Linked DNA regions of Pan troglodytes: all the other regions are linked to region 2. The links are chromatin contacts, called in public HiChIP or PLAC-seq maps. All regions are on one chromosome and are shown on one strand. Each heading gives the region's core, a stretch centred on a gene start, on an enhancer-like site or on the middle of the called end of the contact. The rest is flanking DNA. Distances are from core to core; before and after follow the strand shown. Region 1 holds the start of ZNF131 (zinc finger protein 131). Region 2 holds the start of HMGCS1 (3-hydroxy-3-methylglutaryl-CoA synthase 1). Region 3 holds the start of TMEM267 (transmembrane protein 267).

What was found. HiChIP or PLAC-seq counts read pairs in DNA pulled down with a chosen protein or histone mark.
Region 1: a contact with region 2 is called in an H3K4me3 HiChIP or PLAC-seq map of stem cell-derived excitatory neurons, with 5 times the contacts expected there. The contact joins the promoter of ZNF131 here to the promoter of HMGCS1 in region 2. A contact is called at or near these places in 1 of 7 Hi-C or Micro-C datasets (stem cell-derived neural progenitor cells) and 1 of 1 datasets of contacts at active chromatin or transcription factors (stem cell-derived excitatory neurons).
Region 3: a contact with region 2 is called in an H3K4me3 HiChIP or PLAC-seq map of stem cell-derived excitatory neurons, with 3 times the contacts expected there. The contact joins the promoter of TMEM267 here to the promoter of HMGCS1 in region 2. A contact is called at or near these places in 1 of 7 Hi-C or Micro-C datasets (stem cell-derived neural progenitor cells) and 1 of 1 datasets of contacts at active chromatin or transcription factors (stem cell-derived excitatory neurons).

The regions. Positions count from the first base shown.
Region 1 is chr4:69,674,168-69,678,906 of NHGRI_mPanTro3-v2.0_pri, reverse strand. It overlaps ZNF131 (zinc finger protein 131), which reads left to right and starts at 2,885. Exons shown (of 7, transcript XM_009449220.5): 1 at 2,885-3,106; 2 at 4,019-4,157. The coding sequence starts at 4,034.
Region 2 is chr4:69,481,554-69,486,082 of NHGRI_mPanTro3-v2.0_pri, reverse strand. HMGCS1 (3-hydroxy-3-methylglutaryl-CoA synthase 1) reads right to left here and starts at 2,533. Exons shown (of 10, transcript XM_016953343.3): 1 at 2,176-2,533.
Region 3 is chr4:69,301,902-69,306,276 of NHGRI_mPanTro3-v2.0_pri, reverse strand. TMEM267 (transmembrane protein 267) reads right to left here and starts at 2,101. Exons shown (of 3, transcript XM_009449205.5): 1 at 1,968-2,101. It overlaps LOC104006458, which reads left to right. Exons shown (of 5, transcript XM_063811807.1): 2 at 1,431-2,149. The coding sequence ends at 1,901.

The sequences.
Region 1 (4,739 bases), core at 1,636-4,135, 190 kb before region 2:
AAGAAGAGCGGTCCTATATACTGGAATTTCCAAAAAGCCTATTTTTGTGTCCAATTTCTTCATCTTAAGAAATACCGTGGCCAGGCACGGTGGCTCATGCCTGTAATCCCAGCCCTTTGAGAGGCGGAGGCAGGCGATCACCTGAGGTCAGAAGTTCGAGACCAGGCTGGCCAACATGGCAAAACTCTATCTCTACTACAAATACAAAAAATTAGCCAGGCATGGTGGCGGGCTGTGTGAATAATAACAATTATGATAATATTTAATTTAATTTATGTGTTATTTTATATTTATTTATTTTTTTGAGGCAGAGTCTTGCTCTGTCACCCAGGCTGGAGTGCAGTGGCACGATCTCGGCTCACGCCATTCTTCTGCCTCAGCCTTCCCAGTAGCTGGAACCACAGGTGCCTGCCACCATGCCCGGCTAATTTTTTTGTATTTTTAGTGGAGACGGGGTTTCACCGTGTTAGCAAGGATGGTCTCAATCTCCTGACCTCGTGATCTGTCTGCCTCAGCCACCCAAAGTGCTGGGATTACAGGCGTGAGCCACTGCGCCCAGCTTATTTTTTTTTTTTTTTTGAGACAGAGTCTCGCTCTGTTGCTCAGGCTGGAGTGCAGTCGCACGGTCCCAGCTCACTGCAACCTCCGCCTCCCGAGTAGCTGGGATTACAGGCGCATGCCACCATGCCCGGCTAATTTTTGTATTTTTAGTAAAGACAGGGTTTCACCGTGTTGGTCAGGCTGGTCTCAAACTCCTGACCTCATGATCCACCCACCTCGGCCTCCCAAAGTGCTGGGATTACAGGCATGAGCCACCAGCTGATGATAATATTTTAAAACACCAATTCAATCTACAAGCAGCTAGCCTATCACTCCTGCAGACTCTCTTTAAACAATCCCATCTATTCTTAACACTTCAATATTCCTTTTATGCTGTAAACTTGCAAATCTCTATCTGTACGGTTAGTCTTTTTCCCTAAACTATATGTAGGCCCATATATCCAAGGGCCTCTAACATTATCTCCTTATAATAACACCTCTGGTTCCATCCTCTCTCCCCATCCAGCTCCGCCAGTTGTATTTCCTATTTTGGTAGATGGTGCCAACAATCTACTGGCTCAAGCCAGAAATCCAGGAGCCATCTTTGACTATTCCTTCTCCCTTGTCACCAATATATCCAGCAATATTTATCGAGTATCTATGGCATGCTTTACAGCCAATGTTGGTTCTATCTCTAGATTTTTTTTTTTTTTTTTGAGACAGGGTCTCACTCTGTTGCCTAGGCTGGAGTGAAGTGGCACCATCTTAGCTCACTGCAGCCTCAACCTCCCTGAGCTCAAGCGATCCTCCCACCCCAGTCTTCCAAGTAGCTGAAACAATAGGTGCACACCATCACTAATTTTTTTGTATTTTGTAGAGACGATGTTTCACCATGTCACCCAGGCTGGTCTTGAACACCTGGGTTCCAGCGATCCTCCCCGACTGGGCCTCCCAAAGTGATGGGATTACAGGCCTGAACCACTGCGCCCAGCCTATCTCTAGATTCTGACCAGCTCTCTAATTCCATTTCCCCCCATGGTTTCATCCACATTACTAACAGTCTCCCAGTTGATCTCTATTCCTAGCAGCTTGTCCCATTTAATCTGTTCTCCATATTGGGGCTAGAATTATCTCTTTAAAAAGTAAATCTTAGGATGTCACCATGCGGCAAGGCTTCCCCTTGCAAAAAGAAAATCTGACATCTTCAACACTTTTTATAAGGCACCCTTGTGCGTCTATCCAGCAACATTTTGTTTCAGTTTCCTGAATGCTATAATCTTGGTGCCTTTGCATGTGCTATACTGTTGGCTAAGAACACTTAGACTTCACATCACTTAAAAACATTTTTTGTTTTAATACAGATGGGGTCTCGCTATGTGCCCAGGCTGGCCTCAAACTCCTGGGCTGAACTCCTCCTCCCCAACTCGGCCTCCCAAAGTGCTGGGATTACAAGCGTGAGCCACCGCGCCCGCCCACATCTCTTCTTACAGGTCAACTGGCTTTCCTTGACACCCAGTTACTTGTTCAGGTGTTGCAAAACTCATCAGTAAGCACCGAGGCAATTACTGTTCAAAATATCTATGCAGTCTACTAGACTTAAGATTCAGAAAGGCAGAAACCACATATACCTTGTTCACAGCTGGACTTCTCAGTGTCTAGTACTAGGATTCTCAATACATATCTGTTGAAGTTATGATTACATTATTACCATATAGCTATTTGAGTTCCTCCGTAATCCCAATTCTCAAGTTCTTTGAGAGAAAAAAATAAGTAAATCTCAATTATAGAATTATCCTCAAAATGTATTTATATATAATATTTCTTTGGAGGAATTAAGGAAGCAGTCACATGCAGCTGACTGTGGGTCACTGGACTTTTTTTTTTTTTTTTTTTTTTGAGACGGAGTCTCGCTCTGTCGCCCAGGCTGGAATGCAGTGGCACTACCTCAGCTCACTACAACCTCCACCTCCCCGCTTCAAGCTATTCTCCTGCCTCAGCCTCCCGAATAGCTGGGATTACAGGCGCCCACCACCATTCCCCGCTAATTTTTGTATTTTTAGTAGAGACGGGGTTTCGCCATGTTGCCCAGGCTGGTTTCGAACTCCTGACCTCATGTGATCCACCCGCCCAGGCCTCTCAAAGTGTTGCGATTACAGGCACGAGCCACCGCGCCGGCCTGGACTCTTTAAAGGAGTGGGGAAGGCCTGCACTAACGGGATCCGGTGTAAATAATTCTGAGCAGCTCCCGGTCCTGAGCCCAGCAAGCACGTGCTGCGGCAGGGCGCGGGGAGGGCGCGCTTCGCGGAGGAAGATTCCGGGCGGCCCGAACGTGCTCGCGCCCGTCGCTGCCGCTGCCGGGGCCGCGGCCGCCCGAGTGCCCAACCGAACGCACGTGCGCCAGCGGGGCCCGAGCAGAAGGGGAGCCCCGGCTCTCACGAAGAAAATGGAGGGCGACCCACGGGTTAGGGGTCAGGAACGGCGTGGGGCGCATTATGCCCTGGGAGGGGAAAGCACGGAACAAGAGGCTCTGAGGGACGGAGAGGAAGGAGGGCGACCCACGAGCTAGGTAAGGCGGGCCAACCCAGGTCTCGGAAGGAAGGGGGCGGGGCAGGACGGGGCGGGAGGGGCCGCGCAGTAGCTGGGCTGTGAGGACGGTTGGCGAGTTCATTCCGGGCTCGGGTCGGGAAGTGTCCGCCCCTGGAGTCAAGCTGGGGAGGGTGAGAGGTTGAAGGGCAACGACTTAGGTTCCCAGCTTCTGGCCCTGCCAGGCCCTGCACTAGCCCAAGCCCACCGCTGCCCGGTTTCTTCTCAGAGAGCAAGCTCTCGCCCTTCGTGAGCGCCAAATCCCCGCGCTCGGCCCCGCCCATCCACTGAGGGGTGTGGGTAGGGGCGTGGCCCGTTCCCTTGCTGGTCGGCGCCCGGAAGGCGTCCGCGTCAGCCGGAGCTCGACGCGGTGACGGTGTGCGTCGACGTAAGTGACGCGCAAGCCTGGGCCGCTCCTCCTTCCCTCAGTGAGTGCCGGCCCGGTCGGGGCGGGGGAGAAGAGGGAGGGCGGGGGAGGGAGAGGCGACCCGAGAGTCGTTGTGGGTCGCGGGCCGGACCGGGTCCCGGGGCGGTGGGAGCCCCGGCCGGGCAGAAGGGCTTGGCGGGCCGTTAGAGGACCGCCACGGCTGTCGAGTCCCCTCCCTTGTTGGACTTGCGCGCCCTGGCGCTCGGAACCTCCGGCGCTGTGCCCACCCCGCTCTAGCTCGCGTCTCCCGACTCCAATTAGGTCAGGCTCGGAGTCCCGCGGCCGCGGCTCCGGTCTTAACGCGCCGGGGCCGCTCGGCTCGCCTTTCTTCCCTCGTCTTTCTCTCCTCTTGCTTCACCCTCCCCCCTTCTTTTCACGTTGCTGGGTTTTTTTGTTGTTGTTTTATGCTTTAGGGGTTTTGTTCCTCGGCTCGAGCTCATGGGTGTACATTATCATGCTCTTTTGTAGAGCAGCCCGACGGCCATGGAGGCTGAAGAGACGATGGAATGCCTTCAGGAGTTCCCTGAACATCATAAAATGATCCTCGACCGATTGAATGAACAGCGAGAGCAGGACCGGTTTACTGACATCACCCTAATTGTCGACGGTGGGTAGGGCAGTGGGCAGAGGAGCGAATTTTTGGCTTCAGTTTTTTTCTGTCCTTCGGACACCCGCCTTTTTTTTTTTTTTTTTTTTTTTTAAACCCATCCTCTATGGTCTCCCTACCAAAGTCTGCAGAGTGCGTGCACTGGGACCAGATTGCACTTGTCAGTGTCTACTCACACAGCGTGCTGCAGAAGGCTGGTTGGTCAGTCATGCCTTCCACGTAGTCTGGTGTTCATCTCATTTTAACTTCTTACATCCTGTTGAGTGCAAGATGATGTCGTTGGGGACAGATTGTCTCAAAATGTTTGGTTGATAGCCTCTTGTTGGTAAGCTTTGAGAAGTCCCTTAGAGGAGTCATTTGGGAAGTGTTGATTTTTTTTCTAGTTTCCCAAATGGTCTTGAAGGGAGAATGAGAGAGATTCCTTTGCAGCACTCATACCCCCTTTGAGAATCTCCAAAATAAAATGGGGTCTTTACCAGGCTTAGGAGTTGCCTCTATAATGGAAGGAAATCCAGCGTGGGTATGTTTTCTGTTTAGCGAAAATAGGTTTCTCAAGGTAACCTGTTTTTAAAATTATGGGTC
Region 2 (4,529 bases), core at 1,284-3,783:
ATGCCGGTAGTCCCAGCTACTCGGGAGGCTGAGGCAGGAGAATCACTTGAACCTGGGAGGCGTAAGTTGCAGTGAGCCGAGATCACGCTGCGGCACTCCAGCTTGGGCGACAGAGTGAGATTCTGTCTCAAAAAAAAAAAAAAAAAAAAAAAAAAATCTAGTCCTATCATTAGGACAGGTAATATGTATCCCACCTTTTAAATCTATACTACCTTCTTGAAAAACATAAAAATATCACACATCCTTCTATGATATTTGGTTCCACGGTAACCCAGCATAAAATTATAAGGCTATATTCCTTTCTAAATGAAACTAATTGGAGAGTCTGATACGTAGCAAAACCAACTTCTCCAGCTACATCTCATATCCAATTCCACTGGATTATGGAAGATCCAACCAGGTTTTAAATGATTCTAGAGGACACAGGAAACTGATGTTACAACAATATCGGGTTTTTGCATTTATTTCTTCTGAGAAAAGCTATCTAAAATCTAAGTCAAAATCTCAAAATCAATCCACAGTTAAAAGAAACAAGATGTAAAAGCAATCTGGAGGGATATTTAAGATGAAAAACAAAATTAAAACAAGGCCCAAATGACGTGGCCTACGGCTCCAAACATAAAATATCCTTTTACACTCCCTCCCCACAGCGTAAGTCAGACCTTCTGAGTGCTGGGGTTACTGATGATTATACCAGAATTGAGCTGAACTAAAGTAAAACCGAATAAAGGGCAAACTTACAAACTTAGGTGAGAAATATCTACAAAAGTAGACACAAAGAAAGCCTTTCTCTCTTCCCATAAGGTATGCTATCCCTGCCCCCTTCTTCACACAAAAATAATTGCAATTTTAAAATAAAGTTTAAGGAACACAAGCTGCTTAGGTGTCTCAAGTGCAAAGAACTACTGACACGGATAATGTTAATGACTTTCAACTGCCTCTCATCTAATAGTATCTGTGCAATAAAGTCCAAAACACATCTCAGAAGGAAAAATGTTAACTCTAGGAGCACTTCCATTTGTCTTAATTTTGTTGTTTATCTTGTCATTGTTTTTCATATTCATGCCTCAAAACAGAGCAAATGTTAGTTAGCAGCAGCCAGAACACATCATCCTACTGCAGCAGGTGGCAAGAGCATCCTCGGGAAGGTGGGGAGCTGCAGCAGAGGTGAGCAGTGAAAGCAGCTACTGATGCCTTAAGGCTAAGGCCACAGGGACAAGCATGACAAACAGGCACAACCTCACATTATTTGTTCCCCAAATCCCTCCTCCAGAGTGGATCAGAATAATCGTTTCTCTACCACTGGTCAAGGCCAGACGTGGGTTTTCAAAGACTCCATATACTTGCTTTGAAATATCCTTAGCTTAATCCAAAACCTATTTGTGGGAGGACTCTGTGAGTGCCTGCCCATTACACTGTATCACCTAAAGCTGGTCCCGAAGGTATTAGCAGGAGAGAGATGTGGGATTTCAGAACACCAAGGAAGCCTATTCTTTAAAACGTAGACAAAAAAAAAAAAAAAAATATGGAGGCAGGAAGGCGGGAGGCAGTGATCTATGAGATTTGAAGCAAGTACAGACTGAGCCCCAGTACTTAGCCAGGTCTAAATCACGGTTGTGAACGCTTTCTTGCACCTGAGCTGAGGAAGAAAAGTAATGCTACCCACTTCCCTTCTTTCCATCAACTCTATATGTGGCAGCAGGACACACCCCCTGCGAACCTACCAGCCTCCGTCTAAAGAGGATCTTACCCATCCTTTGGCGTCCACCCTTAACCAACGCTCTGGAAACGCCTTGGTAGCCCAACTGTCTTTTCTCCCCCTCCTGACACCCCCCACTCACCTCTAGGCGGTCACAGCTGCCTCTCTGGCACCTCCAACTCCTATGTCGTTAGAACACCTAGACCTCAACGCCCTCTCGCGTTCTCCCCTCCGCGACTCGCCTGTGTTCTCGGATCTTCTCAGATCCGCTACGGTCGGCCTCAGGTCCCTCACGAGGGAACCCCCGCCCGGCCCCGCTCACGGTGCCCCATCCTCCCGGGCAAAGTCCACGCCTACGTCCTGACCCAGAGCCCCAGCTCCTTCGGGCCTAGTCAAGGACACCGCCTCTGTCTGGCCCACACCCCGCTCGCGGCACCTCCGCAGCCCAGCTCTACTCCCCAGCGCGGGACACTCACCAAGCGTGACCGAGCGGCAGCAGAGGAAAGGGAGTGAGCCACGAAAGGACAGTCCGCGGCGCCTCCCCTTCGCCACCAGCTTTATAGCCGCCAACCCACCCGACTCCGGCACCGCCGAGAGTCGCTGGGAGGCGGGACGGTGGCTCCAGCAGCCAATCGCGGCCGGTAGAGTTGCCCGGCAGCGCCCGCCCCCCAGTCCGGCTTCTACCAATCAAAAGGAAACTAGAGGCCATGACTCGCTAGGATTTTCCCTCGTGGCTGGAAGGGCGGGGAGAAGGGGCGGGGACAAAGTCTCAGGGCCGAGGAAGTGGTGTGAGAGACTGACGTGCGGTGGCACGAGAGCCCAGTTGCCAATGACGGAGCTGCGAGATACGGCGAGAGCCAACGGGAGCGGAGTGAGAGGTTCTCCGACCAATTGGGACTAAGTGAGAGGAGATGCGGGCCAATGGGTACTCCGCGTCCCACCGCTGGAGAGATGGTCAAATGTGGGAGGCGAGGTGGTCCCAGCTTGGGAGTCTGTCAGGTTGCCTAGCAACCAGAACTAGGCTTCACCTGAAAGATTTCTGAAATACTGTACTTGATTTGAATTCAGTCTTAACGTTTTCTAGCAAAGTGTGCCTAGATTGCAAATTGGAGCAGAATACTTCACCCAGAACTTGTATATGTGTAAATATTCTAAATACCCGATTTGTAAATACTCAAATATTGTCTCCTTCATTCAAAACTACCTTGACTTAAAAAAAACAGAACAAACAAAAGTGCTCTTGAGACAAAGCTTTCTAATTAAACCTAAAACAAAATGGTTTCAGGATTAGGCATCCGTGGGGAGGGTGCAGAGCCTTGCCTTTGAAGGGAAGTTGATACTGAATTCAAGGATTTTTGCCAGGCCATGCACTCTGAGGAAAGGGACTCCATTTGGCCTGTTGCCCACTGTATCTTCTAAGCTTCATATGTGGTACCTGCCAAATAAAAGGCTGTGGAAAGGCCACGTAATTGTCGGCATAGTAAATCCATCGGATATGGACTGCCTAACTCCCCCAGCAAATAGGAGCAATTCAAGCTAGAGGAATTCACTGAAACACTATTTGGGGGAATCCAAAGGAGGACACTTGTGGCTTTGCAATAAACTCTGCCTCTATCTAGTCAGAGAGAGAAGCCATAATACTTAGCTTTGGTGGGGGACTATGAGTGAGGTTCGGAGTTGTTTGTATCTCTCCCCATCTCAATTTAATTAACAGGAATGCTATTGATAAGGGGTCATTGGTAATTCTGTGATTCACACAATTATTGTTATGGGAGTTTTTTTAACCACTATAGATGCTAACCTAGTAAGACACATTCTCAGCAGCAAAGTGGCAAAATATATTGGAAATGGAACCACTATGAAGTGGTGGCATAAATGACTTGGGGGAAGAGGACCACTCAGTAATGATTTCCATTCCACAGTATTGCCCATGACTCATTTCATATGTATGTAAAGTAACTAGATAGTAAACAGAGAGAGAGAGACATTGCCTGATTATGATCAACAGCAATTTGGGGTGAGGTAGGAGATTAAAATTCTTGGCATATTGGAATATGCTGAAAGGCAGTAAGGACAAACACAAGAAAGAAGATACAGTTTTGTCGTTAGGAATCGCAAATAATTCCAACTCCAGGAGTACACAATGGGAAATGATTAGCCAGACGGTCATGAGAATGACCATCTTACACAACCGGAAATTTCTACAAGGAACAGACCGTCTTTTTGATCATGTTAATCTTCAATTAAGCAAAGTGAGCATGATTATTGATTACTGGGAAGCCAAACAATGGAGAACAAAAAGAGTTAGTAATTAGATACAGAAGATCTTGTTATAAATAAAGTTTCCATGCCGCAAAAGAAATAGCAGTCGAATATAAAATTTTCTTTTTAATTCTCAGCAAGGCAAGGTACTTCTATAGAAGGATGCACCCTTACAGATGGAGCAATGGTGAGTGCACACTTGGACGAGGGAGGGAAAGGGGTTCTTATTCCTGACGCACGTGGTCCCCACTGCTCTGTCGTTGCCTTATTGGCTAGGGTTAGACTGCAAAGGCTAAACTAATTCCGATGGACTAATTTAAAGACAGTGATGGCGGAAAAATGGTTATGAAATGAGTCAGGGTGAAGAATGAATTGGAATGAGTCAAGATGGAGTACGTAATCAGAATGAGTCAAGGTGGAGAATGAGTCAGGTTGGAGTAGGTAATCAGAAAATGTTGCTTTACTAGGAAGCTACGTTTAAAAGTAGAAGGCAAAGAATGGAACATACTGACATATTAATTCTTTGAAGAGAAATTTAGAATTCATATTTAACAACTTCCTCCTCTTG
Region 3 (4,375 bases), core at 852-3,351, 180 kb after region 2:
GTTTTGGTGTAATTTATTACACAATAGATACGTAGAAGAGAACTATTTCTATTTTTAAGGAAGGTATAATTGCAGTTCCAGAACCCCACATTTCTGGCATCTATTCTACTCCAACTTTTGGTGCAGATATATAACATCTGGCTCAGAGTCTGAGTATTAGAAAAAGAGAAATTTACTAAGTGTTCTTCCTGTATTACTTATTGTCTCTGAATAATACACCTAAGGGTACCCATTTTTCTTCTTAAACTTTTTATTTCCTTTTCCACTTCCTATTCCTCCCCCTACAAATAAAACGGACTCCCGAACCTCCTTTTACATATTCACTTTTGTTGATAAGGTTGCTTAAGAGTAGTGATCTCTTTTAAACTTGTCATGCTTAAAAATCCAGTGTGCTCAAGGTATTTAAAAAATATTCCATTTTACTAATACAAGGGATAATCACATAATAAATCCTCAGCCTATGAACTAAAGATACTGTTTGGGATAGCTTCTCTGACATAACTGACATATTATAAATTCCTCCCTATGACTCGCAGAAGCCACTTTCTGCAATGGCCAAACTTTGTCACACCCCATCCCCCTTATAGCAAATACCACTAACTTTGGGGCCTTCAGAGTATACATAGCAGTACTTTTCTCCTTCCTGAATTCCACAAACATATAATTAGCTGGTCACTTTAATTATACGCTATCATGTATTGTTTGCTAATAATCTCTTAGACATTATTTCTGTCAAAACAAATAAGAGCTGATACATTCTCTAAGTAAGTGTCATCTGTTTTAACTTTCCCTCTTCCCCACCAACCTTACACATTATATGCAAAAACCCAAGGTCAAAACACGGTCCAAATTCCAGAAACCGCCTTTATTATGCTTTACCAGTAAGTCTTCTTCACTGAACTGTAGTTGCTGTAAACTTAATATATTTCATTTCTTTAATGGAAAAATATCAAAAGCAGATGCCAAATCTGATGCAACTAACTGACAAAGAAAGGAAACACAAATCTTGCTTACTTTCACTGAAACTTTTTATAGCCATCAGATGTCTGCACTTAAAATGTTTAGTTCCTATGCCCATTACGAATAAAACAAAATTCTGTATTTCAACATGTTTCAAGCCTCAGAAGTTCCCAGACATCCTTTTCTGAGTCTGGTGTGATGCAACAATTTTTTAAATGTCATTTAAAAAAATGGGCCAGGCTGCAGGGAAAGGACCATGTCACACTCTCAGCATTCAAGCCTCAAAGGCTCCGGGGCACGAAAGGCTCTTACAACCGGTTAAGGACGGCAATGGGCTCCTTCGGCACGACTCCCGGAACCCTACCCTGGGCCAGAAAAAGGCCAGGGGCGCGGAGCGCAGGCGGAGGGCTGGGGTTCTAGGGATCTAGAAAAAGCGCGAAGCCGGAGGGCGGCGCCAGGGCTCCTCGCAGACCCCAGGGCCGCGGGACGGTGCCGGCTCGTGGGTCACACGCACCCAGGAGGCTCCTGGCTCCCGCGTGGCGGCTGTTCCAGCACGCCCTCCGACCCGCAACCGGACCCTCCAGACATCAGACTCAGTGGTCCCCACCTCCGGTCTCCCACCTCAGGACGCAGTTCCGCGGCGTCCACCCGGCCCCCTCCCCTCAGTCCCACGCAGCGGCTCAGCCGTACCCACTCCGGCTTCTCTGAGTTCAATCCAGCAGCAGCTCGAGCAGCGGCCCCGCCCCTCTCCTCCGCCCCTCGGTCGGAGCCATAGAGACGTCGGCTGCCGGCCAGAGTGGCTTCAGACCGCAGCGTCGGCCGAGAGGACGCCGGGATACTGGCCAGCTCCAAGTCGAAAGGAAGCGACGCTTGAGTTCTGTTTGGTGCGGTGGGTAGATACCTCGAGTTTCTCCTCGCCCACCGTAGGCCCCGACCCCTAAAAAGGAAACTTTTGGGACGTCAGAGTGAGAGGAGAAAAGTGCCTTTTTAGTTTAGTTTTGTCAAACCTGAGGATTCGTTTTTCAGTTTAGCCGGAGCTGTGCCGCAAACGTAGCTGCCGACATCCCCACGACGCACCCAAGTGGTGGCCCGGAAGCTGGGGATAGAAAAGTGGCCTCCCCGAATGCCAGGCATACAGGCCTTACTACCAGAAGCTTGAGCTGGGAGCCTCGGCCGTCGCATCTCTAAGGTGCAGCGATACGGCCAACTTCCTTCCGCGAAGCCCTCAGGGTGGGCAACGGAGCTTTTCACCAGACTGAGGGACCGGGCGACCTGGCCGACCGGCGGCTCCTCACCGCCCCCTTGGGGATTTCTTGATAATTCTTTGCCACGATGCGGGCGGATGTTGTGGAGCTACTGTTTGTAGATCGCAGTAGCGTGACAACACTTAATCATGACTACTGAATCCTCAGAAGTCGAAAAAGCAAGTCCATACAGAATAGTTTGACCCTAATTAAATTGCGCTTACAAGATACAGTTTGTTTACTGGGACTTTGGCTAGGTCCCATCCCGTCTCTGCCTCAGAGTGGTGGTTGCTCTTAGCACCAAGGAAATACCAGCTTGACATTTGACTCTAGGAAGCACAGGCCCAAAAGAAGAGGCCCAAGGAGGGACATTCTTCTTTCCCTTTCCTACCTACAGTTTCTCAAACCAAGTGTCAGATGGAAAGCAAGGGGTGGTATCATCGTAATTATACAGTTGACCATAGAAAATAAATTTCAATCTCAAAGTAAACTCCTAGGCCACCCCCAGAATCTTAGAGTTTCTCAATCATAGAACTCATTTCTTGTCACAGTCTTGGTTCTTAGCCAATGTAAAAGACCCAACTGACAGGGAAAATTAAACACCTTTTAACTCACACACACCTTAAATGAGAATTTAAAGTATCTCTCAGCAAATGTATTTATAATTTTGAGTGCTTTTAGCCATGTTAAGGACAAATTTTCTCCTTCTGAATGCAGTAATAATTTGGCATTACCCTTTTGGCAGTGTGGTACAAAGTCTTATAATCTAGGCTTTATGGAGCTATTGAGGAACAACATAGATGGCTTCATGCAAACCCAAACAATGTAATAGTAGTTCTTTTCTCTGTAGTCGGTCTACTGCCTGTAGATGTTTATTCCTTTTTTTTTTTTTTTTTTTTTTTTTTGAGACAGGGTCTCCCTCTGTCACCCAGGCTGGAGTGCAGTGGTGCAATCATAGCTCACTGCAGCCTTGACCTCCTGGGCTCAAGGGATTCTCCGGCCTCAGCCTCTGGAGTAGCTGGGACCACAGGCACATGCCATCGTGCAGGTAATTAAGTTTTTTGTAGAGATGGGCATCTCGCTATGTTGCCCAGGCTGGTGTTGAAGTCCTGGGCTCAAGTGTTCCCCCCTCCTTGGCTTCTCAAAGTGTTGGGATTACAGGCGTGAGCCACTGTGCCCAGCTTACTGATTCATTTATACAAACAGAGTGCTCTCAGTGTGCTACAGAATGACTATGGAGCTCAAGTTCTAGTGGAGGGTGTGAGCCACAAGGAAACAAGCTAGACAGATTGTAATAAGTACTATAAAGGAAGTAAATAGGGTGATGTAATAGACTTGGGAGATGCTAACTTTAGTCAGGTAGTAAGGAAGGCCCTTTTGAGGAAATGGTACTTGTTTGAGAATTGAAATGTGAAGGAATCCAGTGTCAGAGGAACTAAAAAAAAAAAAAAGGCATTGTGCCCCTTTAACTTACTGACATTATCATTCCTGATCTACACTCTTCTCCCCATTTTTCTCGTTTTCTCTGTTACTGCTTCCCGTTTATTTGAAGAGCCAGGTCTTTTATAGAAATCAGAAAATTAGAACATTTCTGGTTGTGTTTGGTGTAATCTTGACGTCATTATAGATATGTGGTTTTGTTCTTAATAGACAAGCTTATAATAAATAGCACTTTTGGTGAGCTCATTTCTGTTAAACACTTTGCAGCATAAATCTTTTCCTGTGTTCAAAAGAAAGTATCTGGTTCATGAGACAGTTTAGATACAGTCTTTGCCAAAGTGCCTGATTTTTAGTTTACAATGTTGCTTGTCTCCTTTTTTGTTTTTGAGATCTAGTTCTTGTCTCATAGCTCTACTGAAAAATACTTGGAGTAAAGGGACCAAATAGCAAGTGAACAAATGCACAATTCTGCATATTAAAAAAAAAGAGGCTGGGTGCAGTGGCTCACACCTGTAATTCCAGCATTTTGGGAAACGGAGGCAGGAGGATAGCTTGAAGCCAGGAGTTCAAGACCAGCCTGGGCAAGATAGGGAGATTCCTGTCTCTACAAAAAAAATTTTTTTAAATTAGCCAGGCGTGGTGGTACATGTCTGTGGTTCCAGCTACTCGGAAGGCTGAGGTGGGAAGATCCCTTGAGCCCACAAGTTCAAGGCTGCAGTGAGCTATGATTG